7 separate regions of the Mus musculus genome follow, and all the other regions are linked to region 4. A link is a contact called in public ChIA-PET, HiChIP or PLAC-seq and promoter capture Hi-C data. All regions are on one chromosome and are shown on one strand. Each heading gives the region's core, a stretch centred on a gene start, on an enhancer-like site or on the middle of the called end of the contact. The rest is flanking DNA. Distances are from core to core; before and after follow the strand shown.

What was found. Promoter capture Hi-C pulls out the DNA fragments that hold promoters and counts their contacts. ChIA-PET counts read pairs in DNA pulled down with a chosen protein or histone mark. HiChIP or PLAC-seq counts read pairs in DNA pulled down with a chosen protein or histone mark.
Region 1: an H3K27ac HiChIP or PLAC-seq map of cardiomyocytes shows a contact between it and region 4, with 3 times the contacts expected there. The contact joins the promoter of Dnttip1 here to the promoter of Elmo2 in region 4. A contact is called at or near these places in 2 of 39 promoter capture datasets (liver and pre-B cells) and 1 of 115 datasets of contacts at active chromatin or transcription factors (cardiomyocytes).
Region 2: a FOXA1 HiChIP or PLAC-seq map of pancreatic cancer cells shows a contact between it and region 4. The contact joins the promoter of Wfdc11 here to the promoter of Elmo2 in region 4. A contact is called at or near these places in 2 of 39 promoter capture datasets (liver and pre-B cells) and 1 of 115 datasets of contacts at active chromatin or transcription factors (pancreatic cancer cells).
Region 3: a promoter capture Hi-C map of pre-B cells shows a contact between it and region 4. The contact joins the promoter of Snx21 here to the promoter of Elmo2 in region 4. A contact is called at or near these places in 8 of 39 promoter capture datasets (the 3T3-L1 cell line, 3T3-L1-derived adipocytes, the HPC-7 cell line and 4 more), 3 of 115 datasets of contacts at active chromatin or transcription factors (bone marrow-derived macrophages, large pre-B cells and pro-B cells) and 3 of 9 other capture datasets (adipose tissue, liver and macrophages).
Region 5: a promoter capture Hi-C map of embryonic stem cells shows a contact between it and region 4, with 2.8 times the contacts expected there. The contact joins the promoter of Wfdc10 here to the promoter of Elmo2 in region 4. A contact is called at or near these places in 6 of 39 promoter capture datasets (the 3T3-L1 cell line, embryonic stem cells, liver and 2 more).
Region 6: a contact with region 4 is called in an HNF4G HiChIP or PLAC-seq map of pancreatic cancer cells. The contact joins the promoter of Wfdc2 here to the promoter of Elmo2 in region 4. A contact is called at or near these places in 2 of 39 promoter capture datasets (liver and pre-B cells) and 1 of 115 datasets of contacts at active chromatin or transcription factors (pancreatic cancer cells).
Region 7: a contact with region 4 is called in an RNA polymerase II ChIA-PET map of memory CD8 T cells, with 8 read pairs. The contact joins the promoter of Sys1 here to the promoter of Elmo2 in region 4. A contact is called at or near these places in 1 of 39 promoter capture datasets (liver) and 1 of 115 datasets of contacts at active chromatin or transcription factors (memory CD8 T cells).

What each region holds. Positions count from the first base shown.
Region 1 is chr2:164,744,756-164,747,455 of GRCm38.p6, reverse strand. Dnttip1 (deoxynucleotidyltransferase, terminal, interacting protein 1) reads right to left here and starts at 1,441. Exons shown (of 13, transcript NM_133763.1): 1 at 1,298-1,441; 2 at 679-749. The coding sequence starts at 1,402. It also overlaps a transcript of Wfdc3 not described here.
Region 2 is chr2:164,672,727-164,675,426 of GRCm38.p6, reverse strand. Wfdc11 (WAP four-disulfide core domain 11) reads left to right here and starts at 1,340. Exons shown (of 5, transcript NM_001161806.1): 1 at 1,340-1,412.
Region 3 is chr2:164,784,608-164,787,307 of GRCm38.p6, reverse strand. It overlaps Snx21 (sorting nexin family member 21), which reads right to left and starts at 1,287. Exons shown (of 3, transcript NM_133924.3): 1 at 984-1,287; 2 at 453-610. The coding sequence starts at 1,242.
Region 4 is chr2:165,325,157-165,327,856 of GRCm38.p6, reverse strand. It overlaps Elmo2 (engulfment and cell motility 2), which reads left to right and starts at 1,378. Exons shown (of 21, transcript NM_080287.2): 1 at 1,378-1,439.
Region 5 is chr2:164,654,729-164,657,428 of GRCm38.p6, reverse strand. Wfdc10 (WAP four-disulfide core domain 10) reads right to left here and starts at 1,383. Exons shown (of 2, transcript NM_001039501.2): 1 at 1,231-1,383; 2 at 61-366. The coding sequence starts at 1,321. The coding sequence ends at 83. Wfdc9 (WAP four-disulfide core domain 9) reads left to right here and starts at 2,463. Exons shown (of 4, transcript NM_001160414.1): 1 at 2,463-2,546.
Region 6 is chr2:164,561,339-164,564,038 of GRCm38.p6, reverse strand. Wfdc2 (WAP four-disulfide core domain 2) reads right to left here and starts at 1,323. Exons shown (of 5, transcript NM_026323.2): 1 at 1,235-1,323; 2 at 588-731. The coding sequence starts at 1,313.
Region 7 is chr2:164,459,611-164,462,310 of GRCm38.p6, reverse strand. Sys1 (SYS1 Golgi-localized integral membrane protein homolog (S. cerevisiae)) reads right to left here and starts at 1,340. Exons shown (of 4, transcript NM_025575.3): 1 at 1,191-1,340; 2 at 782-1,018. The coding sequence starts at 943.

The DNA.
Region 1 (2,700 bases), core at 192-2,691, 580 kb after region 4:
TGTTGGGGAGACAGAGTCAGGGGAGTGTTCCAAACAGACCTTCCCAGACTACTCAGCTAGTTAGCAACATGGGATTCTAAAATTTATTTCATTATAACTCTGTGAAATAGGAATTATTTTCCAAGTATTTTATGAAATATAATACACACATATTTTTTCTTTTCCTTTTTTAGAGACAGAGTCTCACTATGTAGTCTGGTTGTCTTGGAACTCACTACATAGATCAGGCTGGCCTTAAACTCACAGAGGTCTGCCTGCCTCTGCCAAGTATTGTAATTAATAAATGATTATCACTATCCCAGGTCAAAAATACAAGAAGAATTCCCAAGGCCCATCCCTTCCCCAGGCTGGATGCCCCATGTCAAAGCTGAGAAAACAGAGTCTAAGAAAAGCTAAAGGCTTGTGTTAACAAACATCTCAGTCTGCATTAGAACAGATGTCTGTAATCTTGAATTCACATCCTCTGACTTACAGACTTCAATCACGGAGACAGACTAGACGTTCATTCCTTCCCTGCTTGGTTAGGATGTGGACCTGACAAGGTGACAGGAAGTTACAGCCTCCCCACTCCTGTGCTCTTTACGGGCTGTTGATCTCAGACTCCTACAGTGGGGTTCCCAAAGCACTCACTGCAGTCCACACAACTGGATCTCAGGTCTCACCCAGGTCGAGCCTTACCTTGTGGTCATCTGAGATCGGCGGCCCCTTCGCTGCACCTGCCGATGTTTTATCATTATGTTCCAAGGGTTCTGTTGGGGACCAAGTGGGCAAATGTCACCGAGGCTTCTCATAGTGAGGATGAGGAGAAAGTGAGTATGGCGCTAAACCTAGACGTTCCTGCTTCTCACTTCTCCCACCTTGGGGTGAAGGGGAATTAATTCAGTGGCTGGAAGACCCTGTCAGGGTGGAGGAACTGGGAAAATGTTTTCTGTCACCAATGTCCAAAGCTCGCTTTTTCTGGAAGAGCAAGAGGAAGGGCAGCAGTGTTTACCTAGGGTCTACTATGAGGCGGGTGACGAGTCAGGGCGTTCTACCCGCCTTTATCAGCCCATCCCACCACAACTCCAGCAAGCTCGGGTTATTGCTGTTCATTTCACAGAAGAGAAACCTGGCGCTCAGAGGGTGTCACATCAGGCCCACGTCACCTAGCTACAATCTGAATCCAGCTTGTAGCGGCACTGAGAAAACGACATTCCCAGGGCCGCACGGCCGCCGCGTTCTTTCGCCCGCGGGCCCGGGGCCCGGGAGCCCGAGGCCCTGCCCGGCCCGAGCCCCGGCCTCGCCCGGGCGCCCTCACCGTGAGAACCGGCTGGCCCGCCGCGCCCGCGTCGCCCAGCTCCAGGCCACCTCGCTCCGCCCCGCCGGGGCCCCGCGGCTGCTCGGTGTCGCCAGTCGCCCCCATGGCGCCCCCCGGCCCACAACAACCTCAGCTCGACTCAGCCACCGGAAAGCGGCGCCGTGACGTCACGGGAGCGCCCGAGCCACCCGGCCGGAAGCGCGACGCGCGTGCGCCGTGGGGTTGCTATGGGAACCGAACTGCCGCCTAGGAGCCACCTCGTCTTTGGTGTCGGGGACGACGTTGAGGCTTCCAGACCCCTGGGAGACAACGGCTGGGGACCGAGTGTGGGTGTTCGGGGGCCATTCAGTCAAGGGACGAGGGCGGTGTGAGGGCAGCAGAGCATACACTTCAGCGGGGGAGCACGGGGCTTCGGATGAGGGCAGCCCGAAGTTCAATCTTTGAAAACCGCAGGAACATCTGAAATCTTAGCACAGCCTCCCCCGAATTGGAGTAGTCTGACTCAGGAACCGGGAAAGCCAACAAAAGAAGGGGTTGTTGGTGCCACCCTAAATACCCAAACACCTAAACACCATACTACTAGCCTTTGCGGGCTGCCGCTTGTGTCGAAAGGCATCAGAATGAAAGTTGGGTTTTGGCTTGTGAACTAGTCCTGTTGCAGAGAGCTGGCCTTCTCTCCCCTAGATGGTTGATTCTGGGATAGGTAGGGGATGAAAGGTTTAACAACTGTGGCGTTCTCCAGAGCTCCTCTTAGCACTACCTCAGAGAGGTAAGCTGTCTGTGAAAGAATTCGGATTCAGTTACGGGTGATAAAATAACTCTTCTCGGGTCACAAGAAGCAGGTAGTGTAACGTATATGAATTTTGTGTTAGGAAAGATCTAGATTCCAACCTGATGTGATATGATCGTTAACGTTGGATAGGGCCTGGTGTGATAACATAACCCCAACACCGAGGAAGGAAGTAGCTGTGGTGTAGAGCTGTCTCAAAGCCAAAGGCTAAGAACATTGGCTGTGGGACTGGATCGCTTACCGCTATTCTCCTGCATACTAATTGCACGGTCATTCGTCCACAGTTTCAAGTATTCCAGCCTGGACCATGTAACTAAGGATCTGCCTCCACCTCCACAATGCCGGTTCACAGGCATGCCACAGTCCACGTTTGGTTTATGTCGTGTTGGAAATTGACCCCAGAGTCGTCATATGGTTGATACTAGGGCTGGATTATTTTATGCAAAGCACTTAAAACTTTGGTATAAGTAACTCCTTAAATTATTCTAATATAATAGTAATTTCCAGCAACCGTCACTTAAGGACTTTTTCCTCTGAAATATTATTGTATGTATTAAAATACTGCATATAAAACACATATTAGATAATCAACAATGCCAGTTTTGTTCCATGT
Region 2 (2,700 bases), core at 91-2,590, 650 kb after region 4:
GATAAGATTACTTTTGAAGATAAATAATAAAATAATCGATCCCTTGTAACTGCGAATTGCTGCCTGCCAGCAAGAAAAACATGTTGAGAAAAATTTCTTTGCTCGCTCACACTTTGTTAATCTATAACGAGTTGCTTAGTTATGAATGAATATGGGCTCTTGGGAATAATGTGTTTTCTTTACCTGTACTATGTAATGTTTGTTCCTGTGAAGGTTTTGGGGAACATACTGTTTTCTCATCGTCATTCACTAGAAAAAAAATAGACCTAATCACATTGTAATTCTATACTACTTGAAAGATTTTGCTGGGATAGATAAACTGTGGGAGAAAAAAAAATAGAGTTGTCGGAGCCTGCTTGTTGACTCTTTGCTCCACCCCCCAAACATACAGAGAAGTCTGCTGAGTGGTCAATTGCTGACTCTACTCTGGGCCTCTCCTCCATGCACCCTGTGGTGTCGAAGCTGGCCTTCGACCGTGTCCTCAATGAGCTCATGTATTTGAACACTCCCCCCCCCCCCCCCCCCGCCGAGTTGTTGGTGTTGTTTGGTGATGTTTTTGGGGTGATGTGGCCTTGCTGGAGGGAGTGTGGCACTGCTCAGAGCAGTGGATGCTCTGAGTTTTTAGCCTCCGCCCACTTCTGGTTGTCCCTCTCTAGTTAATGCGTAGTTAGATCATGACTTACGTCGTGATTGTTCAGCTTCTTGGTCCTCCCTGCATGCCTGCTGCTTGCTGCCCTGCCCTCCTGCCCTGGATTCCTACTTCTCGGGAACCAAAATAAACTATTTCTCCCATAAGTTGCCTTTGGTCATGGTGTTTTATCACAGCAAAAGAAAAGCAAGAACAGTAAATACAAAACTAAAGATGATAAATGCTCTTCATCCCTGACCTGTCTGTCCAGCCTCCAAGTCTAGATTTTACATTGATATATATATATGGCACATACTGATTTCTAATCTCTCCTGGATGAGTCATTCCTCCCCACTGGCATAAAACCCGTAAGAGACATGTTAGGATGATGCTCTCAATAGAGACATCAGAAGAAAGGCAGATGGGACTTTACAAAGGCATCCCACGCTGCTTCAGAGAAACAGGGTTATAGACCTTTCTCTCACACCCACATGACCCAGGCTTCTGCATGTGATAGGGAAGGGAGTCGGGTGGGTGCATCTTGTTCTGGCTTGACCTACTCTGCCTGCAGCGAGGAGAAAAGCAGGAAACAGACACGAGGTCCTGTATGTACCCACCTTAAGATCTGAGGTAGATCTGACTCACTTCAAAGTTGCATGATCAAAGCCTAAATGAACGACATTTATTCCTGTCATTACTTGCTCTGTGAGCAGAGGTTCCACTGTCCTGGAACTGAGGAGAGAGCGCCACTAGCCAAGTGGTTATCAGCGCCTCTGGCTGAGAGGTAGGTAGAGAGGGAGGCCCTGGGTTGTGACTGGCTCTGTAGAGACTGTGATTTGGGGCTTGCTTACCAGAGGTTCTAATGCGAGACCTTTTAACACAGTTCCTCCTCAAGCTGTGGTGACCCCCCCAACCATAAAATTATACTCATTGCTACTTCATAACTGTAATCTTGCTGCTGTGATGAATCATAATGTAAATACCTGTGTTTTCTGATGGTCTTAGGCAACCCTTGTGATAGGGTCATTTGACCCACAAAGGGCTTGAGACCTGCAGATTAAGAACACCTGGTTTAAACATTTTTCTTTGCCACAGAGTGATGGTGCATGCCTTTTAATCTGAGCACTCAGAGGCAGAGGCAGAGGCAGGTGGATCTCTGTGAGTTCAAGGCCAGCCTGGTGAATTCCAGGATAGCCAGAGCTATACAGAGAAACATTGTCTCAAAAAAAGAAAAAAAGAGTTGACTCTTTAAGATGTCAAGGTCATAAGAGATGAGAGGTTTCTGGCTGTCCGGAGAAGGTGGATTACTGAAGGTAGATGCCATCGTAGTCTGTTTTATCAATGTCCGACCCAATGAAGTTGGTAAATATGTCATGTCCATGTAAGAGAATGACCTTTTGGTAAAAGACACTCACTGAAGTATTTGGAAATGAGGGCAACAAATCAAATCAAGTCTCTGTCTTTCTCCGTGACACTTCCATACATACATAAAATTGCACCTCACCCTCTTTATTTTCAAGACAGGGTCTCACTATGTAGCCCTGGCTGACCTGGAACTCCATTCATAGATCAGACTAGCTTCAAACTCACAGAGGTTGGCCTGCCTCTGCTTCCTGAGTGCTGGGATTAAAGGTGTGTGCCACCAAGCCGAGCACGTACCTTGCTCTTTTAATTTATTTTTTTTGAGATTTATTTATTTATTTTTATTTTCATGCCTGTGAGTGGTCAGCCTGCCTGTCTGACTATGCACCATGTGCATGCAGTACCTATGGAGGTCAGAAGAGGGAGCAAGATTCCTCCTAGAACTGGAGTTTTCAAAGGTTGTGAGCTGCCATGTGGGTGCTGGGAATCCAACCTGAGTCCTCTGGAAGAGCAGCCTGTGTTCTTACCCACGGAGCCATCTCTCCCTGGGCCTTGCTGATAATGTCCTCCAGGTCCTCTCCATCCCTCCTCCCTTTGCTTGTCTGGTCCTCCCTCTAAGGAGATATTTCATCTTCTCTCTCTCTCTCTCTCTCTCTCTCTCACACACACACACACACACAGGAGAGAGTGTATATAGTGTAATCTATAGT
Region 3 (2,700 bases), core at 38-2,537, 540 kb after region 4:
GAGGAAACTGGGGGCCACTGAGGCCACAGAACCCACCCAAGGGGAAGCCACTGGTAAACACAGGGGATGTGAATCAAGACTGGTCTGGATCCAAAGCCCATTTCCTTAATCCTGACCCATGCCACTGGGTCTCAATACTGTGTCCTGCTGCGGTTGACAGAAACCCACAGGGTACAGAAAGAAACACACATCAGTTCTCGTAACCTCAAGACTAGGACAGGAGGCAACTCCTAAGGCCACATTCTCAGTTTTAGAGAAACTAAGTCATTTGCCTGAGGACGTGTTCAGTTGACACCCATCTTCTCATCTGGTCTCAGTTCCCCCAGGTGTAAAATAAGGACATCCTTTTATAACTGCATGGCCACGACCCCCGCCCCAAAATCTGTGCTATTTCCTTTCTCTCAGCTAGACATCTAGACTCGCTGCTCAAGGGTTCCTGGAACCTCACTCACCACGTACTTGGAGGGAGGGTCTTTGACAACATTGGCGCTGGTCACCTCAAAGAGCAGCCTCTGTGGAACTAGGGTGTTCCGAGACTTTTTCCAGAAATCCTGCAGCTGGCGGGCCAGGAGTTGACTGCTCCGTTGTCCATCAGGTGGGGGACTTCGTTCTGCACAAGCACATGACCCGTCATTATGGGGGTGGCTAGCTCCAGAGTTAACGTAAACAAAATGCCATGACCTCATTCACAGAAGCGAGATGTGCTTCACCCCAGCGCCTGGCTTACAGTGGATGCTAAACCTCCACCCGAAGCAGCTAGCACACACGTTTGTTTCCCTGGTCCTGTGCATTTAATATCTACAAAAAACCCGAGATGGTGTGATTCCCATAGTGTTGTGAGTCAAGGTCACACAGCCAAACCGTGTCTGGAAGAGCTTATAGTGTCAATAGTTTCAGAGAGAAAACTCAGGATGCCCTCGGACCGCGTCCAGCGGGGAGGCCTAACCGAGCCCCGGGGTTCCTGTCTGTCCTCCCGCACTCGCCTGCGTCTTCTCCCGATGCCCCGTCTCCTGAGGGCGGCGAGTCGAGGCCCGCCTCGTCGTCCTCGTCTTCGTCGTCAGGGTCATCCTCCGCACTAGTGAAGCTGAGGGTGCCACTGAGGCGGGAGGACAGGCCCTCGGCGTCATCGTCCTCCAGCTCTGAGCTCTCAGGGAACTGCTCGGCCTCTGGGCCCGCCGCCGCCTCCCCGGGGCCATCGCTGGCCAGGGCGTGTCGCAGCCGGTGTAGGAGCCGCGAGGCCATGGCACCCAGGGGGGAGCGCGCCACGCTGGGTCCAGGGCTGAAGAGGGAGGGGACCCCCGCCCGGAGAGGGACCCGGGGGCGTGTCAGGGGCGTGGCACAAGAGGCCACGCCCACGGGCCGCGGCCGCTGGGGACGTGCGGGAGGCCGGCCTCTGCCCTGTTCCTCCCGCAGGCCGGGACGCGCCTCCACCCACCGCGTCCCAAGTGCGTTCGGGGCGGGCTCCCGGGATTTGGTGCAGCAGCCTGGCGGATTTAAGAGGCTCTCCGCCCAGGCAGCTCACGGCGCCGCCTCGCTGCTTCCTGCCGCCGCTCCGCCTCCGCCCCGCCAGCTCCCTCTCCCGGAGCTGTTAGAATCCCAAGCCGCTGCCTGCGGGAGGGACGCGGAGGGCAGCCGGGCGGGCCAAGGCTTCCCCCGAAACCCAGCCGGATCGTGGTGGCCGCGCCCCCTCTTGGACTCGCCCACCCCTCCTGGTCTCCTGAGGCCGCCCCAAGCTTTACCCCTAATCTCCATACAGTGCCATGTAACTTTACAGTGTAATTTCGCGGCATTTGGGAGCTCGGCTCTCCCTTGAGTGAAGCTTGAAATCCGGTTTCGTCCAGCCTAGGTTTTCTCATATGAAACAAGAATACTAATACTCATACTAAATTTTCACTCATACTAAATTTTCAGCTCTTGTAAAAACCCCAGTCCGGTGCCTGTGTGAGAAACCTAGCCCTTCCCAGTTTCGTTTGAACTTAACCTGGGGGAAGTAGTCAAAGAGGAAAACATCCAGAGAGGCTGTTACTTGTTCAAGGTTGCCCAGTTTGTCAGAGATCTCTAGCGTGGGAGCTCTTGAACTGATTTATTTTCCCACGCGTGCGGGGTTGCTTGGGTAATCTCTATAACTCTCTTGGAGAACTGCAGTTTATCTTTTACTGCAGGGTAGCAGTAGTCAGGAAAATGATTGCTGATCCCTGTCCCAAGGCTTACATGTCAGACCTAGCAGGCAGATTTGGCTAGTTAGACAATAAAACAAGTTATCTCAAAGGCCAGGTGTGGTGCTCCTGTGGCTCATGCCATTAATCCTAGCCCTGGCTCTCGGGAGGCAAAGGTAGGAGGATCATTGTGAGTTCAAGAACAGCCTGGTTTACTGTTGAGGTCCAGAACTAAATAGAGACCCTGCCTCAAAATTATCTCAGACAGTATCAAAATTAAGTATCTCCTATCCCCTTTTAGGGCGTGGGAGAGGGATGGAGGATATGAACGGAAAGACCTTCCTGGCCTTTACTGAACAGAAGGGTCTCAGATTTTAGCACTCATGGCGTCTTGTAAGTATTTCATACACTGTCACATGTCAGTCTCAGAGGATGAAGTTACAGTAATGATTATTTTTCTAAACGATTTATTTATTTCATATATGTGGTTATACTGTCGCTGTCTTCAGACACAGCAGAAAATGGCATTGGATGACCATTACAG
Region 4 (2,700 bases), core at 129-2,628:
AATAAACAACCCACCACAAAGAGGATGCTCACAAGACTACGGAGGACAATAAGAGATAATAATGTGAATCTGATAGGGTCGTATGAGGCTCCCACAGAGCAGCAAAGGACCTGGGGTCCAGAATGGTGCTGCAGACAAGGGTGGCTACCCTATGTTCCAGCGTAAAGCTATTTTGGAACACGGCCATATGCTTTATCCTGGGTGGCTTTCGATAAAACAAAGACAGAGACTGGCTGGAAGCAGGCAGTATGTGAACCTATTGGAAGTGTGACTGGCCGGCCCCTGCACAGGCCTTATTAGCACTGTGATTGTGGGAGGGGAGCTTTGCTTCCTGGGCACCATCCTGTTCACCAGCTGATAAGAATCCGCTTCAATTCAATTCAATTGCAGGAGTCAATGTAACTGTGCCTGTAAAACTGCTTCAAAGACAGTAAAAGGTAGCCATTATTTCCATCTCTCTGCTGAGCGGCCAGCCGAGTCTCTACAGAATGGATAACAAAATGTCTGTCTTCTGGCATTGTCCTAAGGATCTGCTAAGAGAAATGATTAAAAAAAACAAAATTTGGAGTTAAACAGGGAGATAGCGTCTTGCTGTATAGTCACCGGTTGTATAGTTAGTTGGTCCCATAAGACCCCTAGTCTTTTCTTCTGCAACTGGGGATCGCATACTAGCCCTCCCTACCAGCCTGCTGTGAGCTTTAAGGGAGATGGCAGGAGTGAGTCCTTGGCGCTGTGCCCGGCCTTGTTAGATCCGCAGGTGCGGTGACGAACGCCACCTCCCACGGATCCCTACCAACAGCACAGCTGAGCTGTACCCCTCTGCCTCTGCTCAGCGCCCACGGTCAGCCCTGGGTGCCGGTATAATTAGCTCCATCTCCGTAGTGAGCAGCCGCGGCTGCTCATAGCCTCTGACACGACTGTCACCTCCCACTCAGTTCCCTAAATCAGCTATTCCCATCGTTGAGTCGGATCAGGTGAGCATCACCAGAGGATAGCTTGCTCCTTACAACAATGGGTCTCAAGGACCCAGAGCGCGCCCCCTCCCCGCCCCTCCAACCTCCTTCACCCGGAGGCTGTGTACAGAAATAAAAGAGAAAAAAAGTTTGGGTGGGGAGCAGCCTCTAGTGTCTGCTGGGAAATCACGTTCCTTTAGACCCAATAGCCTGCAGAAGAATGGTAGTCTGTCTCTTTAAGAGGCCTCCGCGGAGGGGAGGGGCCAGCCGGCGTCGCTCCAGCCCGCGCCCTCAGTTAGGCCCGCCTCCCTTTTATTGACAGACAAACAACCCAGTGAAAGCGAGACTTTTCATCTTGACAGCAAAGCGGAGCAATAGAAGCCCGGGCCGCCCTTCGCAGGGCGGGGCTTCAGGAGGGCGGGGCAGACGGGGCCAGTGGAGCGGCGGCGGGACGCGGGCGCGGAGCTGGGCCTCGGCGGGTGCCGGGTGAGTGAGGGACGCTCGGGGCTCGAGGCAGAGAGACAGAGTGTTGAGGGTTGGGAGCCGGGGACCGAGGTTGGGGTTGAGGCGGAGGGCAGCGTCTGCCCGACCTCCAAGCCCGGGCACGGTGCCGATCCGGTAATCCCCCTGCGGTCGGTACCGGCCCTCTTTCCTTCTCCACTGCCCGGCTTCGGTCCAGGCCGCTCTCATTCGCTTCTTCCCGCAGCATTGCAATGCCCGGGGTGCTCCGGTGCTGGTTTCCACCCTCCCCTTTTTCCGGGCCCTGCAGATCTGGTCCTTCGCCGCCCTCCCTAGGCTTAGGCTGCTCCCGGCCTGGTTCTGTTCCTTCTCCATCCCTCGCTCTGGCCACCCTCAGAGTCCGCCGCCCCTACGTCTAGTCTAGTAAACTTTTTTTCATCTTCCCAGTCTTCCTTCCGAAGGCTTCCGGGGTCCCGAGTTCTGACCCTGGTGCGACACTCTGAACATTCTGGTGTCCCTACACATCAGTAGCTTTCAACAGTTTGAAAGTGTTGATTGACGTCTGCCTGTCCCAGCAGGTAGGAATGCCCAGGAGGAAGAAGACCTTACCTGATGTTGCTCCATGCACCCACAGCGTCTCAGCAGGCCAGACACTATAGATGTTTACTAAATGAATGAACGAAGGGCTAGAGTTTGCCTGGGGGATGCAGCCGCAGCCCCTGACATCCCATCTGTTGTGGGTGGAAGCCACCTTTTGGAATGCTTTCTGTGTGCCGGGCACTAGGCCAACCTGGGCTCTCCAAAAGAGAAATAATGCAAGTCACATTTGTTAATTAAACTTTTCTAACAGTCACATCTCAGGAATGTAAAATATGTAAGTGGAATAATTTACTCATGCTTTAGTTAATACATTTCAGATTATAATTAGGAATTCACATAACCAATGTAAAATCACGTTAATGGAGTTGTTGACTGTTTGTGTGTGTGTGTGCTAACTTCTTGAGCTCTGGTGTGCCTCACTCTTGGGACAGCACTTCTTGCTTCTCAGAAGAAGCACGGCAGCCATTTGTCAAGTGGTCGGTCAGTAACCACATTGCTAGGGTGGCTGCCTTGGCTGTGAAGTGCTCAGTAGTGTGCAAATGTGAGGGCGTTTAGTTCGAGTTGTGGTCTTTTGAGGAGACTATCATTATTTGCATTTACAGATTAAAAATAGCAAAGATCCTAAAAGAGTTTACCTGCCCAGATTCATTCTACCGTTTGGAGCAAAAGAGACAGGGCTGGTTCAAGA
Region 5 (2,700 bases), core at 134-2,633, 670 kb after region 4:
TGGGGGTGGGAACTGGGCCCGAGAGGAGCGCACTGGGCATCAGTGATTATTAAGAGTGTATATGAAGGAGGCAGGTGCTTGTTTATTTAGTAACAGCAGTGGTGAGAGATGACAAGGTAATTCCAGGCAGAATCATATCTCCTTCAAAGCTGGGCGGGGACCCACTCTCTGGGTAGACATAGTCAGAGGGAGGGGTGACAGGCATCTCCCATACGTCTTTATCCAACAGGTTCACGCAAACATTGCCACATGCAGCGGAGCAGCAGATGTTATTTGCTTGGCAGTCTTGGTGGGCTTCACAATGGCGGCTGCACAGATACCGTTTGGGCTTCCCCTCACACTCCTTGATCTCAGTGTGAACTGGTGCTACAAAAAGGGGGACGGTCAGGTAGGTGAGCAGAGTGGCTGCCTGGAGAGAATCCCTCTTGAGCTTAAAGTTCCAGCAGTGTGCTGAACACTCCCGCTGTGCCTGCATTTTCCCAGGCAACTTTTCTGTTTGTGCTCAGTCCTGCTGATCAGTTGTGTTTTAAATCTCATGCCCCGTGATAATCTCACCACCTCCCTATAGCTATTCGTGTCTGGGTCCCCTCTTCCTCTTCCTCATACCTACACCCACGACCAATCTCTCCTAGTAGAAAGAGCCGCAATGGCGCCATCTCTGTGAAATGTGTATTCTTACCCGGCTCATAGAAACCGGAGGTAGTTCACGGACCCTTTCAGCTCCTTAGAATTCTCAGGGTCCGTGAGGCTAACAAATCGGCCTCCAGCCTCTCTGTTTCCTCTGCTGTCTTGCTGTCTAGTGAAGTGTTCTGTCCTCTTCATCATTTACTTTTTACCCACCCCCACCCCCCACCCCAGGTGGCAACTCCATCCCTACCTCTTTCATGATCAATGTTTTGGTTTCTGCACCTATGCCCATTTCTACACCCCTCTTCCCCACTGAACACCTCTGAGAGTTTAAGCCCTCCCAAGTACGAAAGTTTGCCCCCTGGATTTTCAACCATGGGGCCCCTTCCATCACCGTTTGTTTCTGAATCTTTGGAACAAAGGGTGAGAATCGCACGTTCACTGTGCACCTTATCACTGTGTCCGGAACCATAGCTGAGGGGCCGTGGTCACCCAGAGTCAGGACAGTACTGCGGAGCAGAGTATGCAGTCGTATCCCTTCTGGGTCTGTTCTCAGTTGCTCCTTGCCAGCTACCCACAAACCCTACTCATCCAACCACCTACCTTCATATCTCTGCCTTCGCTGGACCCCTCCGTCGGCTAGGGAAAGCAGCAACAGCACACCAAGGAAGAGCAGCAGATTCCTGGACAGCATAACTGCGACCCAGGCGGTGAGCTCAGATCTAGTCTGGATGGCAGACTTTCCCACAGCAGGACGGGGCCTCTCTACTGCCTCTGCTGGCCAAATCAGGGCAGAGCAGTAGCCGTCCTGTTTCTTCCCCTTTTCTTGCCCCTTGCCCTTTTTCTCTGTGGCTTTTCTCATAAACGAGATCTCTTTCAGCCCCCTCTTCGCGCTAACATAATTTCCTCACGATATATATAGTTTAGGGCTCAGGAGATTGAGTAAAGTGTTTGCAGATAAAGCTGACCTGGAGGCAAATGTCTGTGAGCCAGAGCCGGGATTGTTGGTAGAAACAGAAGGCTCTCAGGGTCCTGCCGGGCTGTCTGGAGCTGAAGCTGTGAGTCTTAGGGTTGGTGAGGAATTCTGATGTTTACCTCTAGTGTCCATAAAATAGACTCATTTTTAAAAAGATTTACTCTGTGTGTGTCTGTGTGTGTGTGTGTGTGCGCGCGCGCGCGTGCTCGCCACACGTGACACCAGGACATCAGATCCCCTGGAACTAGCATTATCCACAGTTGGGAACTGAACCCCCGTCCTCTGCGAGAATAGCAGGTGCTCATTACCACCGAGCCGCCTTTCCAGCCTCGATCCTGGTTCGCTATTATCTCAGTTTCCCCGGGCACGCCACACAGAGTCTCGTTTTGGCTCAGACCCATCTTCTGCCCTTTTTATTTAATCCTGTAACCGTCTCCCAAGATGCCTTTCCGTCAGTGATTTCACTTATGTCACACACACACCATCATGTATGTCCTAATTCACGATGTTCTGCAAGATGCTCAAGGCTGAGCAAGGTGGGGCTGTGGGCAGCAGGCAAGGAAGGGATGAGCAGGGATTGAGGAGTGCCCAGGAGATGGTTACAGTCTGCACATCCAGATCCATCCGCAGCACCGTAAAGACTCTGAAATTTTGTTCCTGGCTTTTTAAAATATCTTTTCTTTATCCTCTGACAACCTCATACCTGTGTATAATGTGTATTGATCCTATCCGTTCTCAACCTTCTCCACCCACTGCCTCTGAATTCTCAGTCCCCAATATGCCCACCTTCATGCCCCACACCCCCATCTCTGCATACCAGAGGACCTACATATCTCCGGCTTGGCCCCACCTCTTAAAGGTTATATCCCTCTTACTATTGTTACTCTGGGGACCACGGCTCCAGCACAGGAACCTTTGGGGAACAGACTACAAACCACAGCAGGTACCATTTTCCTCCTCATCAGTTTCCCCTCAGTGTGTTCCCACACTGTCACACTGGGGCTTCCAAACCCCGAGCTCTGTCTTTGTACGGTTCGTCCTCCTTGGCCAAGTGTGTGCAGTCTTAGCATATACTGTGCAGAGCACCAGTGTACACA
Region 6 (2,700 bases), core at 74-2,573, 760 kb after region 4:
AAGATACAAGAGGAAAATCCAGTGTCAAAGAAAGAAACGGAACCTCTGCCAGCCACAGGATGGCGGTGTAACTTTGTGCGAGAACATTTATTTTGGCGGCTCACTTCCACAACCTTAGGATGTGGCAAAAGATTTCTCCCTCCCTCAGGTACAAATCTTGAGTCTTGCTAGGCCAGACCGTTGAGGGCCCTGCGGGAAGAACCCCAAGGGGCAACAGGTCCCTAAGGCTCGGGTCCCGGCACTGACGCCACCCAGGGTTTGCCCTCCAACTCCAGCCTAGGAAGCCACTGCTCTCAGGTCCCGGAACAAAGTCTCGCTGTGCGTGCCCGGAAGCCCTTCATGCACCAGAGAATCGAATCCAGCCAGGAATGGGGGGGAGGGGGGCTCCTTCCCCTGGGCCGCGCCTCTGTGACGCCTTTGTCCCTCGCATTTACCCCAGGCCAGACAAGGGAGGCACGTGTGGATCGGGTTTCCACCGCTTTTCGGGCTCCCTGGATCTGGGATGCCCTTCTTCGCCAAACCCAAACCCGGGCCGCTCCCACCTCTCACAACCCCGCCCTGTCCCCGCCAGGTCACCCCGGGGCTACCATTAGGCTTGGAGCAGACAGAGCTGCAGCCCGCCTGGCAGCACTTGCGGTTGTCCGCACAGTCCTTGTCCAAAGTGCACTCCAACACACAGTCCGTAATTGGTTCAAGCTGGGGGCACTCGCCGGGTTTCTCTGCATCGGTGCCTTGGGATGGGTGGGTGGGAGCAGAGACTTGTCAGGGAGAACCGAGCCCAGTCCCACCCGCATATCCTCTCCCTGCTCCGAGATCCCCAAATTTCAACCCCAAGGATTTCGGATTCTTTGGCCCAGGGGCCCCCATAATATCATCCCAGAGAGCCTCACCCCCGAGCCAGGGGTCTCTGACACTAGAGAACTCCCCAATGCTTGGCTTCAAAGTCCCCAGTCCTCTGGGACTTGAGCCTCTGCTTGGAAGCTTCCGCCATCCCGGGAGTTTCCCGCTCCTCTTCATCAGGTCTCTGCTTTCAGAGCTGAGAGAGCCCCCGCCCTTCCAACTTTAAGCCTTCATTGATTCCCCCTCCCCCCTTCCCAGTACATTCCCCGGACCCTAAGCTTCAAGGATAACTAGCTGTAGGCCCCAGAGTTGCAAAAATTAAATATTCACTGGCCTCTCACCTTAGTCCCAGAACCCCGGCTTCTGAGACTCCGGCACTCTGGGCTGCACTCACCTGTGGCTGAGATGGGGGTGAACAGTAGCAACCCTAGTAGGAGGCCAGCGGCCAGCAAGCAGAGGCGACAGGCAGGCATGGTGCAGGTGTGACCTGCAGCCAGGATGGGGGGGATTTAAGCACTCGCGCGGGGAGGGGGGCGGGGCCGAGTGAGGGGTACAGGAGGCGGGTAGGAAGCACAGCGGGCAGCGCGGGCGCCCTGCCACCTCACGCCATTTCACAATCCCCCTGGATCAGGTGTCATTCTTGGCTCTGGTGGGAACCAGGAACCGAGACAGCTTCCAAGCCGGCTGCAGCCGGACACTTGTCCACCCCTCCCTCTCTTCCTACCTTTCTAAGGCCTGAGGGCAAGGCAGGGCAGTGAGAGCTGAAAGCTCCCTGGGATCAGTTTTAAAGAGTCTGTTGACTCCCCAGGAGTCCAAGATTAAGGAGAAAACGGCAAGGCTGCAGTGATGGAGCCAAAAGGAGGCAAAAGATGCTGGGGATTAAATGGCTGAGATTGGGGCCAGATGAACCACAGCATGCAGAGCCCTGTTCAAGGATTAGTAGAGGCTGGTGTAGTGGAGGCTACAGAAATAAGACTTATTAACAAAGGAAGCCAGCTGACAAGGAACACATCCAGGAAGGAGCAACACCCGTGCAATTTCCAGCTCTCTCGGGCATTTCTTTTGCCTTTTCTTACCCCAGTCCATTGGGGCAGGATAGAGTGTTTCACTACTATGACTAGAGAGTGATGCACAGGCTGGACCACTTCAGAGGCTTGTCCCCAACCGAAGTTCCAGGCTAAAGTTTTTGGATCTCCATTTCTTCCTCCAGGCTCTGTTTCCTCCAGATGCCTACCAAATGACACATAACAGAGAGAGTGTTATGGTGGTGACTATGCAACGCTGGCACTTCAGGATATCCTTCCCTTTATTATCAGGTAAAACTTAGCAGCGCAAACCGGGTGTCTTAGCATTTTACTGCTGTGAACAGACACCATGACTAAGGCAACTCTCATAAGGACAACATTTAATTGGGGCTGGCTTACAGGTTCAGAGGTTCAATCCATTATCATCAGGGTGGGAGCATGGCAGCATCCAGGTAGGCATGGTGCAGGAGGAACTGAGAGTTCTACATCTTCATCTGAAGGCTGCTAAGAGAAGACTAACTTCCAGAAAGCTAGGGAGAAAGGCCACCCCCACAGTGATACACTTCCTCCAACAAGGCTACCCCTCCAAATAGTACCACTCCCTGGGACAAGCATATTCAAACCACCACACTGGGCATGTGCAGGAATAGACTTTTCTCTAAGAACCTCCCTGTTTGGATTTGTATAGGCTTCCATAATAAATTCCTCACCCTTTCTAACCTTCCTTTGTTGCTTGATAGTAGACTCCTTGTGGAGTCTACTATCGTGTGCTCCTGGCCTCACATGATGTCAACCACCATATCCGGTTACCGTAATCAAAAGGGGGCTGTCCGGT
Region 7 (2,700 bases), core at 91-2,590, 870 kb after region 4:
ACCCCTCTGGGCCTTTTAACATTTTACTATAGGTAACATGACAGGATTATCCTGCTCACTTTGCAGAGGATAAAAGGGATTGGAAAGGCAAAACAACTCTTCAAGTTCTCTCAGCTAGATTGGACCCTAAGCACAGCAGGCTCTTTGAACAGTTCACCACCTCGTACCAACAGTGTGATATTGCAGACGGGAGAGGAAACATTTGCCCAAGTCACAGGGCAGAGAGGAATTTAAAGGGACCTATCTGACACCAAGTCTTAACAGTTTCCACTTCATCATTACGGATGCCCTTTTGTCTATCCCTCTTCTTACTGTGGCTCCTGACAAGCTCAGCTGGGAGAAAGGAAGTCATTTTTCTAGAGGGTTTCAAGAAAGAGACATCATGTTTGCCCGGGACACAAGTCTGTTGACTGTAGTATCTGCCATGTGTGTTCAACCTCTAGCCACAAGCTGCGGAGCTGGCTACGAGGCTAAGCGCATAGGCAGCCAACACAACACTGTAAGGTTCTTTAAAACCCTATGAGATTTTGCTTGTTTGTATCTCGAACGCGCAGTTCCTGAGCGTGAACTTTGTAGATCACTACTTTGCTTCCTAGACTCTATCTCCTTCCCTGTTCTCGTCGTTCCGTTTTACAGATGGGCACCGGGGTCGCGCGGGGAGCGCACACTGAAATCCCTTCTTAAAAAAAAAAAGTGTCCACAAAATGAGAACTTGGCCCAGCCGGATTTAGAGCTCGGCGGTGCCCCACCACAAAACCCCACTCCTTTCCGCTAAGCTTACCTCCGCGTCGAACATCTGGTCCAGGGACGGGCTGCTGCGCACCAGCGCGTCCACCAGCGCCAGCCACAGGCCCAGAGAGCCATAGTAGACGGTCTGCATGAGTACGATCTGCGACAGGATTAGCAACGGGTCCCACACGTAGCTGCGGAACTGGCCCGCCATGCCGGCCCGCGGGGCTCGGCAGCCGCCCGCGCCTGTCAGTGCCACCACGCCATCGTCCCGCGGCCGCCGGGATACCTGCGGGAAGACACAGGGAGCTGCAGCCGGCGGGCCGGCCGTCGCCTTGGTAACGGCGCGGGAGGGAGGGAGGAGGGCCTGGGACCCGGGAGCAAGCCCATTCCCGGGTGGGAGAGGCGGGGCGGGCGGACCCACCCGTTCCGACCGCCGGGCTCCTCCCGGGTTCACTCACCCGCGACCGGCTCGAGGGTCGAAGCGTCGGAGCGCGACCGGACCTCGGCACTGGCCTCCTGACACAGCGCTGACAGACAGGACCATGGAGCGGAGGACCCGCCGGCCTAGAGAGGCCGAATAGCTGCGGCCCACGGCTTCCTGGGAAGGGAGAGCTTCCGGGGACGGCAACCGAGGGGCATTGCGCAGACGCAGTGGATGAACCCTACACGCCATCCAAAGGGGCCCTTGCGAGCAGCCCGGAAATAAACTCTGCACATGCGTAAGATGAAGGATGAAGGCAAACGGAAATGAGGCACAAAACCGTGGGTCTTGCGCGCCCTCTAGAGGGAGATTTTTAAAATCCAGCAGGTCCATTCCTAGGAGGGAAAGGGGTGGAAGGTCTAGACTTTAAAAATAAAATAAATAAAATAAATAAAAAATAAAAAATAAAATAAAATAGCATTCACTGAGGAATGGTGAGATGGTTAGAGGGCTAGATGCTTGCTGCCAAGACTGACGACCATTTTATATCTTGAACTCACATGTTGGAAGAAAAGAACTGACTGCCTCCTGTAAGCTATCATCTGACTATCACACTCATAGAAATACAATGATAACAATATAAAAAAATTTTTTTTTGTTTTTTTTCGAGACAGGGTTTCTCTGTGTAGATCTGGCTGTCCTGGAACTCACTCTGTAGACCAGGCTGGCCTCGAACTCAGAAATCCGCCTGCCTCTGCCTCCCAAGTTCTGGGATTAAAGGCATGCGCCACCACACCCGGCAACAATTTAAATTTAACAAAAGGGAACTTTTCTTTTTTTTTTTTTTTAAAGACAGAGTCTCGTGGGACCCCGACTTAGAGCGTTTCTCCCTGGAAGGTAAAGCCCCTGGACGTTCCCCAAGCTTGTTTCCCCCGATCTCTAAAATACAGCCAGAAAGAAGCTCTTTGTTCTCTATAGCCAGCAAAAAGCCTTTTTGTTTCTATACTTTACAACCAGAGATGCCTGCCTTCCTGTGCCGAGGACATGGAGATAAAAATTCAGAAAGAACTCACTCCCCACTCCTGCCTTGTAAATTTCACCAAGGACACCCGGAAGAGAAGAACTCTCCTCCCAACTCCTCCCAATTCCCCAGCTAGCTGTTAAAAGCCCCCTACTGTCACCGCTCAGGGTCAACTCCCAGCCCCTGCACAGCAGAGGGACTTCATCCTCAGCTACCTAATAATAAAACCTCTTGCAGTTTGCATCAGGTGTGGTTTTCTCTCGGGTCACTGGGGTGCTGGCCAACTCATCCTGGGACTTGAGCAGAGGCCCAGCTTCAGGGGTCTTACAGTCTCACTATGTAGCCCTGGATGGTCTGAAACTTGCTATATTCCAGACCCACATGGAATTCCCAAGGACTCCCAAGGAAATAATACATTTTAAAAAATGACTATTTTCATTTTAGATTCTCAGTGTTTTCTTTCTTTAGTACAGAGTTTTCAGGCTCTTTTTTTTTTTTCTTTTGGCCTCTGCTCCCATTATACACA